Linked DNA regions of Anas platyrhynchos: region 2 is linked to region 1. Evidence: chromatin contacts called from public Hi-C data. All regions are on one chromosome and are shown on one strand. The core of a region is the stretch at or near the end of the contact, and the rest is flanking DNA. Distances in the headings are between cores, read along the strand shown. Region 1 holds the start of KLHDC4 (kelch domain containing 4). Region 2 overlaps ZCCHC14 (zinc finger CCHC-type containing 14).

What was found. A called contact is a pair of places that touch in the nucleus more often than the background predicts.
Region 2: a contact with region 1 is called in a Hi-C map of subcutaneous adipose tissue, with 2.4 times the contacts expected there. The contact joins the enhancer-like site here to the promoter of KLHDC4 in region 1. A contact is called at or near these places in 3 of 8 Hi-C or Micro-C datasets (liver, skeletal muscle and subcutaneous adipose tissue).

Annotation. Positions count from the first base shown.
Region 1 is chr12:2,372,940-2,377,461 of IASCAAS_PekinDuck_T2T, reverse strand. It overlaps KLHDC4 (kelch domain containing 4), which reads right to left and starts at 2,667. Exons shown (of 12, transcript XM_013097946.5): 1 at 2,272-2,667; 2 at 1,184-1,275; 3 at 207-285. The coding sequence starts at 2,370.
Region 2 is chr12:2,516,342-2,520,863 of IASCAAS_PekinDuck_T2T, reverse strand. It overlaps ZCCHC14 (zinc finger CCHC-type containing 14), which reads right to left. Exons shown (of 13, transcript XM_027466672.3): 13 at 1,454-4,522. It overlaps MAP1LC3B (microtubule associated protein 1 light chain 3 beta), which reads left to right. Exons shown (of 4, transcript XM_027466673.3): 4 at 1-930. Among named protein-coding and RNA genes, the nearest start is that of MAP1LC3B, 9.7 kb to the left of the region's middle. Within about 2 kb of position 2,028, at least 3 of the 8 cell types and tissues checked have an H3K27ac peak or open chromatin away from gene starts, as enhancers often do. A contact at or near this core is called in subcutaneous adipose tissue, where this site is marked.

The DNA.
Region 1 (4,522 bases), core at 1,418-3,917:
TCTAGCATGTCTCCTTCCTGCCAACTGTTCAGGCATGAGACAGTATCACAGCAGAATTAAAAGGCTATTTTGCTCTCATTCAGGGACGAATACATATTTTATGACTGCTGCTTTGAATCTTCGCTTCAAATGAGACCCATGCAAATTACAGTAAAAGGCAGGGGGAGTGCAGAAAAAAAGAAGAAAAAAATTGAAGTATACATTACTTTTTGGCCATTGAAATATTCACCTCCAAAAAGGATCAATTCGTCTTTCTCAGGGTGAGCAGACAGGGAGCCATTCAGCCTGCAAACAAAAGAAGGATGACCAAAAGAGTAGATGTTAAGACTTGTAAAACTCAGAAGCTTGCAGCCTTTAACTCAGCTAGCATTAGCACCTCAGCCCTCTAGACACGAAAGTCTCTCCATCAGCTGCCAAATTAGTAGGCTGTGATATTCACCCCAGGGTGAAAAACTCCCCAAAGAAATTAACTTCTTAAAAACTTTCAGCAAGATTAATTTGACACTGTCTGAAACCTTCTCCTATTTTAGGAGCACACGTTACACTGTCATTTAACATGCCTTCTGACGTGAGCTCTTGAATTTTAATGTTGGCGTGTCGAGAACAAAAATTAGTTTTATGAGGGTACATAACTAAGTAGAACTGAGCTGTCTCACATCAACTTATCTGCATCACTCTTCTGCAGTCACCACTGTTCACCACTCATCCCACCAAAGTACTATTCACTGTGTGGAGACTGACTTGTCCCTCCATATGGGAAGGAAAAAGATATTATACAGAGGGGTTTTTAACAAGCCACATCAAACAGACATACAGAACCTAGCACCACACAGACCCCAGGCCTACAGATCAAGTGTCTTGTCCCTCACAGCATGTCCTTGTGAATCCTTTCAGCTTCCTAGTCCAAATCCAAAGGTTCCTCTTAACTCTTATTTTGCAAAGCCCTTGAACTTACTAGTGCTTTGCCTCCTTAGCTGTACTGGTGGGATGATTAAAAAGGGGGGTTTAAGACTAGAAAAATGAGTTTGGTCCCATTCTTAATTTGGGGATTCAATATACCATGTATTTTTTAACTCCAGATATCAGCCAAGCCAGACATCATGCTCTCAGCAAGTAACTTTACATAAATAAATTTCATCAATAGCTGTATAACTGATGGTCAAAGTCTCACACAATCTCTTACCTGGGTGAGGGCGGTGGGCAGGCTGTCTCAATTACTTGTGTCTTTTTAGCATCTAAATTCTGGAATTCTGCTATCAGGGCTTCAAGATCCTCCTGAAAATAAAAACACAGACATAAGTTCCTTGATATGCACAGAACGGCTTGCACACCATACAAAACTAGTGTTCGCTCCCAGAATTTCCCCATTAAAATTAAAAAAAAAAAAAAGAAGAAGAAAAAAAAAGTCTGCATAAATTCCTCTTTTTCAACCACAAGAAATGGATACTGAGTACTTCTATATATGCTTTAAAGATTAGTGTCTCCTAAAACACTGACAAGTTGTTCAGAAGAGGCCTAACAGGATGATACACAAAGTGCATTTTGCATGCACCTGCTGCTCCTGCACGAAAAACACCACACAAATGGGCAAGGAAATGGCTATCATTTAACCCCTGACAAAATTATGATCAAATATATGCTACAACCCAACTTGTCATCTTCTTTGTCTGCAATGGAAAACTGCCCAAATGGCATGGGAAACTCTTGTCTACTGCCAGTTTATACTTTAGCTAGAGTGAAACCTACACGTATTTTTATTTTTATTTCCTTCCAGGAAATAAAAATTAGATTTAAATCTGCCTCCAAAGTGCAGACACACCGAGCACTGAGGGCACAAGCAGGCCGGCAGCTAGGGGGAGTTTCTGACCCAAAGTCTCTCCGACAGCCCCGTGCTCACCGCGTCCATCAGCCAACCCCTCCCTGGCAGCAGCTGCATCCCAGCAAACTTCCAAATTCTGGGGATTTCTTTCCCCCCCTGCAGCCTGGCAGCAGCTCTCCCTGCAGCCAGCACAGGCACAGCGCCGGCGCCTTCCCTGCCTGCAGCTGTGCACAAGGCTGCACTCACGCAGGGAGCACTGAAACATTTTCCTTCGCTTTTAAGGCCCCGAGAAAAAAGGCTGGGGGAGATGGAAGGCAATTTAAGTCATCATTTCTCGTTCTCGCACCCTCCTTTCCCCGGGGGTGCCCTCAGCCACATACCCCTCCGCTTTAGCCCTTCCTTCCAAGGCAGCAGCGCCCTCAAAACCCCCCGAGCCCCTCAGCGCCCCTCACCTCCTCCTTCCTGGCTCTGCGGGACACCTTCCTCTCCATCTTGGCCGCCGTCTTCTCAGCCCCTTTCCCCTTCTTCTCCCGCTTCCCCTTCTTCCCCATGGCGCTAGGCCGCGCGGGGAGCACCGAGCTCGCCTCGCCGCCCTCGCCGCCCTGGGTGCACCGCGGGGCGGGCAGCGCCGCCGGCCTCGGCCCGCTGCTTCCAGGCCTCGGCCCGCCTCCTGCCCGAGCCGCGGGGGCCCTCTGCAGGCCCGGCTGGCTGAGCTGGGCTCGCCTCGGCTCCTGGTGGCCCCGCTGCTTTTCCTCAAGCAGCTCCGGGTTGGGGCTGAGGGAGGGCGGCGAGCTTGTGGTGCCTTGTCCCGGTTCTGTGAGCCCCGCTGTGCTGGGCAGAGGTTTTAACCCAGCTCCTCACACTACCTATAAACCACCCGCACGAGTCCGAGCCCCTTTTGTGTTATTTTTTTGTGTTCCTCCCCTGAGGAGAGGCAGTTGAACCCACAAAATGGCCCCCTCCCTCACACAAAATGGAAGCAGAGGGGCTGTGGGTGGCCCCAGGGCTCAGCCTTGGGGGGGATGCACTGGATAAAAATAAAAGTAAAATGTGGGATGGAAGTGTTAGGGGTTTGGGGGCTGCACGAGTGTTTTCGTTCTCAGCAGCAGTTGTGGAAAGAGAGTTTGTCATGTTGGTGAGCCGAAAGAAACAGCGGGTGCTGCAAAACGATGCTGGGCAGCTGCTGGTTAGTGATCCCTCGATGATGGAGAAGAAGAACAATTCATATTTTTATGTGGTATTTCATGTAGTTGCTGTGCCCGTGTAGAATTTCTGGGAAAACACCGACTTTGAACACGTAACCAGTGCATACACTGTAAACATGATTTGAGTTCAAATACATCTTTGAGCTGGAAGTTTCCTTCATCTGTGCTTTACAGTTACTTTTGTTATTGTTTCTCACTTGCAGAGGAGTACAATTACATTTTTCACTGAATTCCCACAAAAGCCTGAATTGCCTAGAGGCAGGGTGGTTTTCATTACTGTTCAACCCACTGCCTAACCCAAAACCATCATGGATATCCACTGAAAGTACCGCTCAATGCTCACAGGTTAACCGAAACATAAAGTATGTGTCCTGGAAATTGCAGTAAAATTCCCGTGCTTTCAACATCTGCCTACACTTGAACCTCACATCTTGGAAACAACCCGAAGCATGAAGGGCGAAGGGAAGAGCTGGGAAAATGTTTTGAGGTTGCGGACAATGTACATCTTCACCAGGATTTTGTTTCTCTGGTCATTCTGAAAACATTGTGGTTACAATTAAAGCTTCAGCCTGTCAAATGTTTATACCCAGGAAGTGAACAAAAAGCCACGGAGAGACCAGGTCAAGAGAACGGGGCAGTTTCTCAGCCAACAAGTTAGAAGCGCTCTGCTGAGTTCCCTGGCTCTATGCACAGTCTAGGAAGTCCCCCTGCTGTTTCTTGGTCTTTAACCTCAAAAAGAAACCAGTGTGTGAAAACATGTCCCCTCTTGATGTCTCCAGGAATTTGGTCACTGGCTCCCCTTGGGGCCAAATCTTTGAACTCTTTTTTTTTTTGGGAGACTTTGAAACGGAAAAGGCTACCTCTTCACCAAACGTGCTCTATAAGCGAGCATGCAGATCCTCAGCTCTGTGAGCTCATATTCCACTCTCAAAACTTTATTTTCCGTATTTGTGATTGTCAGATGCTCAGGGTCATTTGGAGCTAGTCACCACACGGAGAACTACATGGGGCAGAACATTCGTGGTGTGAGCTCTCTGATCTCTTGAACTATACTGTCTGGTTTCTCATGGTTTGTGTGGAAACGAAGAGGATGAAAGGACAAACAAAACTTTGTACTGCGCTGTGAAAATGTAAAGCACAATATAAGCATGAACCACGGCGTGAACCTCTCAGGGATAAATATTTCCCAGATCCACCATGGTGTAAATGTTAAGAGATGTGTCTTCCTCGAAAGGATCTAAAGGACACTTGGCTGTGTAGAGGAGATTAAAGACAGTGAGGTGAGAGTACAGATGCCCCAAGACTTGAAGCTAAGTCTCCAGAAGTGACTTAGGTGAGTTCTTTCCCCAAGTTTCCCATCACCCTGAGCAAACCACATTCCCACACGGCATGCACGGATGTACGCCTACACGTTCACACAAACATCCTCACCCAGCTGGAGGGCAGATGTGTGCTCCCAAACATGGCTCAGCCCGGGCGCACACGCACGGGCTGCCAA
Region 2 (4,522 bases), core at 779-3,278, 140 kb before region 1:
ACACCCACCTGGACAGGTAACGTTGAAATAAACTCCAGTCTGCTATGAAGTTCCAATGCCTGTGTGAGACACTGTATGTCCCTAGGGGCTTGCTTCCAAAAGAAGCCATTCCCTCGCCCCGCAGAGCGTGCGGGGAGCAGGGAGCCGAGGGAGCCAGCACGGGCAGCGCCCGCAACGCTCGCGGCTGCTTTACACCCTGCAGCCCGGCACTGGACTCAGCTGTGCTACTGGAAGGACGACCCCTTGCTGCCCAGCCATTCTGTCACTTCTTTTGCATGTTACCGCCGGCGGGGTCAGGGAGATCTGCTCCTAGCAGCATTTTATTTTTTTTTTTGACGTCCAGGAGTTGCTGTCGAGATTTGACGAACAAATGAGTTTATTTCTTACCATCGCTGACGTCTCCTGCCGCTTGCATGGGGTTTGGCAAAGCTTGGTGTCGCTCCTTGCCCTGAGCGGGGAGGCAGCCTGTGCAGAGGAAAGGTATCTGGTAGGACCTGTGTTTTTCCTCTAGGTTGTTGTCAAGTGAAGTGTAGCAGGATGCGATTACTCGTGTATATTCTGTGTCTGTGAACTAACTACATCTGTTACTGGAAGCTAACTTACTATAAGGGGGGAAAAAGAAGCAATACTACTGCGTCTTGGCACTCTAGCTCAATAAGGTGTACAATTTGTACCTACCTACACCTCTTTGCATGAATCTTGGTCACGATGCTTACTTCAAATTTTTTAATGTTCTTTGTGTTTTTATTCCGGCGTAAACTTTTAAATGCAGCTTGTTCTATGTTTAGTTCTGTTTGTGTAAGAAATTGTTTAACTCATAACTGACAACCATACTTGTAATTACAACGTGATTGACTGATATTCCTGTACAAATGTTGCTTTTTTAAAATTAATACAGTGCTGATATGGATGGATTACATCCCAACTTCATCATGCCTTGCGTGGTTATTTGTAGTCAGCTTTCTCCAAAATCTGCCTGCTGGGAAGGGCAGAGGTGTAATTCTGCCCGTTTAGGGATGCACAGGACTTACCCTGGGTCCTGCTGACAATGCTCACACTCATCCTGAAGCCTTTTAACACAGAAACCTGTAACAACCCAGGGAGTTTGCACCCTCTGGAAGGAGGCACTGCAGGTGGAACGACCCCGTAAAGCGGTTGGGGAAGGGGGAGAGGCTGCACGGGGGCGTTTCCATTCCCCCAGCGTTTGTTTCTGCTCTTCCCCATCTCCCTCATCTGGCCAAACGCAAACGCTTCCGAGGATCTTGGCTTCTCTGCATCAACTCCGCGAGCGCTGTCATGGGTTTGTGCTTCACAGCCAGATGTCTGGGGGCGGAGAGACAGCAGAAGTTAATGGAATAAAAAAAGACCCTGGTAGCTGCCAAGCCGGAGGAGCCCCCAAAGAGATGAAGCCCGTTTAAAGGAAAAGAAAAAAAAAAAAAAAAAAAAGGAGGGATTCTGTTTAACTCTTTATTTTCCATACATTAAATTTACTCAGATAAAAACATTCTAAAAATGTACAATTTTACTTTTAACAAAGTATAATAAAACATAAAAATCCCAATACCAGAATACTTGACATTTACAATTCAAAATCAAATTAGCTGAATATTAAATATTTACAAAACTATTTAAAATATTTATAAAGTTACATGCACAATTTGTAATACTAGAATTGACCGAAGTAAAAGAAATGGCTCAAATGGGAGCAGGAGTTTCCTTCATTCCTAGTGGAAAGTTATGTCCAAGAGAAGCTGTTAATCTGCACTTGAAAACACACAGGATTGGCTTTCTGCATCGGTACCAACACGTTCCTTGCTTATGTCAGGAGAATTTCAGAGAGCAAACAGGTAGTTCCAAGGGTTTATCGCACAGATCGAGGGGGCGGGGGGTGGTTGGGGTTCCCGTGGCCTCAACCAGCAAAAGTTCCTCGACTCTTGCCGCTGCTCCGTTACCTCGGCTTCGGTCCCGATCTGCCTGCATCCACCGCGCCCGACAGGGCTATCGCGAATCCCCAGCGCTCAGTCCATGACCTCCAGTAAACTTTCTTTGGCTCTGATGACACCAAAAATAGCCAGCTCACCCGCAGGCAGGGTTCTGGGTGATGTCATGTTCATTTCGGGAAGGAGTGTTGCTATGCCAAATACCACTCACTATGGGGTTGTTTTTTTGTTTTTTTTTTTTGAGTACCTTCCCCCTGAAGCTTGCCAGCGAGAATTAGCATGGAACTGAATTTGGGAGAATGAAGCTCAAAGTGTTAGACCTCTACTGGACATCTGCCACGTAATTTGCTAAGATTTAATGACCCTGGTATGCAGACTGTTGAAAATGTTTCACAAAAAGCAAAGTGTGACGTGTTGTTTGAAGTACAAATGTTATGGAAAATCTGATCCATACCTTGCTTGCTAAAATGAGTCCTCCTCCTTCGCTCTCCCACTGCTCAGCATTGGACATGACGTATTTATTAATGCTTAACTTGGAGACTGCCAGTGCAAGGAGTCTGCTGGAAATACCATTCTATTTCGATTCTTTCCATCACCAACACTCCCCAAAGGAAAACATCTGAAAATGCACGGCAAGTCCCTCGCTGCCCCGGAGGGAAGACTCATCACCAACTTCTCTGTGCCCCTGCGGGGAGAGGACTCGGGATTCCCTTCCGCCTTACTCTTAAAATCATTTCTATTCCACAGTGAAATCCATTTTGAGAACTACTTCTTTTTATACTTTCAGGACAAAGATAGGAATAAATAGCATACTTTGAAATCTCCATCTTTCAATATATAAAAATAGGTTTTAAGAACTGGATTCTTTGAGCCAGTGAAGCTGGAACTACTACTCTAAAATGAGCTGCCGTACTTTTCGGGGCATGGGGTGGGGAGATGGACTTGGGCCTCTTAAAAACAGATTAAGGATTATTTTATGGAACTAAAGTGCTCTGTTCAGACTTACCAACTTTGGTTGTTCTTGGTACAAAGCGGACAGCGTTTGCCAGCAGATCGGAAGCCACAACTCGCTGTGGTTTAGGGAAGGCTCGTTAACTGGTGCTGGCTCGTCTAACATTTCTCTATCACACTCACGTTGCTTTAAGGTACTCAAGACTTCTGAATTTGAACGTACTCTAAAAATCAGACTTCACCATTTCAAAACGTTACCTAAAAGTACACGTAAGCCACTTTAAGAAACATCAGCCTTAACTTTACACAAAGGAAACAATCCCAAAGAAAGCTCTGAAGATAGGAATGAAACAGTTTGCTGGATAGAAGTTCAGTTTTACAGTCCTTTTGTTATGGTTTCAACTCTGTGATGAGTATTAGACAAGACTATGTTCCCAGCCTTGGGCATTAAAACAAAATGCAACCGGTACAGAAAATATTTTCATTTTTTGCTGTTGATTTTTGCTGTTTTGAGAGGGATTTTAACACTTGCACGTGTGTTGAAACACAGATTATTTAAATACAATTCCGTTTTAAAATATTGTTTTTAAAAAAGTGAAAAAAATGTTAAGGTTTGGCTTTCAGCACATGTTCCAGGCCACTGGAGAGACCCTCAAAGCTGGAAATAGTAAACATTGTCAGTGAAAACTGCACGTTTCCCTCAGCGCAATACAGTATGACAGATTGTTCCTACCATTGTCTCAAGCTCATTAAGGCAAAGTAAATTGCATTGTCAGTTTTCATCACTTTAGTGTTGTAGGTCTGAAGGCTGCTCGTTCCGCTGCAGGTAACCTCGAGAAGCAGGCAGAGCCAAGAGAAGCATCCCCGTGGCGTGCGCGGCACTGCGTGTAGTGTGAGCTGGGCTGAGAACACACAAATCTGGTTCGTTTTCATTGCATAGGAATAAGAAATAGCTTTTTTTTTTTTTTTAACCAAACGTTAAGCAAATTGAGACTTTGGTTTCCGTGAAGCCAAAAGCGGTACGAGCTGCAGGCAGCTGGGCTGAGCTCGGGTTTTTGCCATCCTCTGGGGATGCTCATTGCTCACCCTGGCCCCGCTAACATCGCTCGCCTCCTCGGTCCTTGCTCAGAGAGCAGGACTGGGGGTGGCCATGAACATCTTCCCTACTGATGGGCTCCAGGAAAGTCTCGGCTGTCAGCCCCCTCACACGGCTCTTTCCTCGCTACGGGCCGATCTCTGAGCAGCTCTGCACGGACGGGGCTTCCCTCGCTCAGCAGCGAAAGTCCCCTGCACCACCACGGATACTACACGGATACTACTCATCCTGCTGTGACCTGGTGTGAGGAATACCTCCAGGTGTAAACAAGGCTTCAGACTTTAAAGGTGTCTTCCAAATTACAGGATGCAAATATCTCTCTGTCAGACATTTTCAAGAGAAGGCCTCACCCATTTAATGGTGTCAGATTCCGCGGGTGAGCCACGAGGATTAGTATCTCCTTTCAACAAGACAGGACCAAACTGTTTCAAATTAGCAGTTCAGGATTTGTTTGGCTTCCTCTCAAGTCCTAATTTAGATTTGTCACCCACAAATTATGTACGCTAAGTAGTTAACACCAAAGCTAGTCATCTAC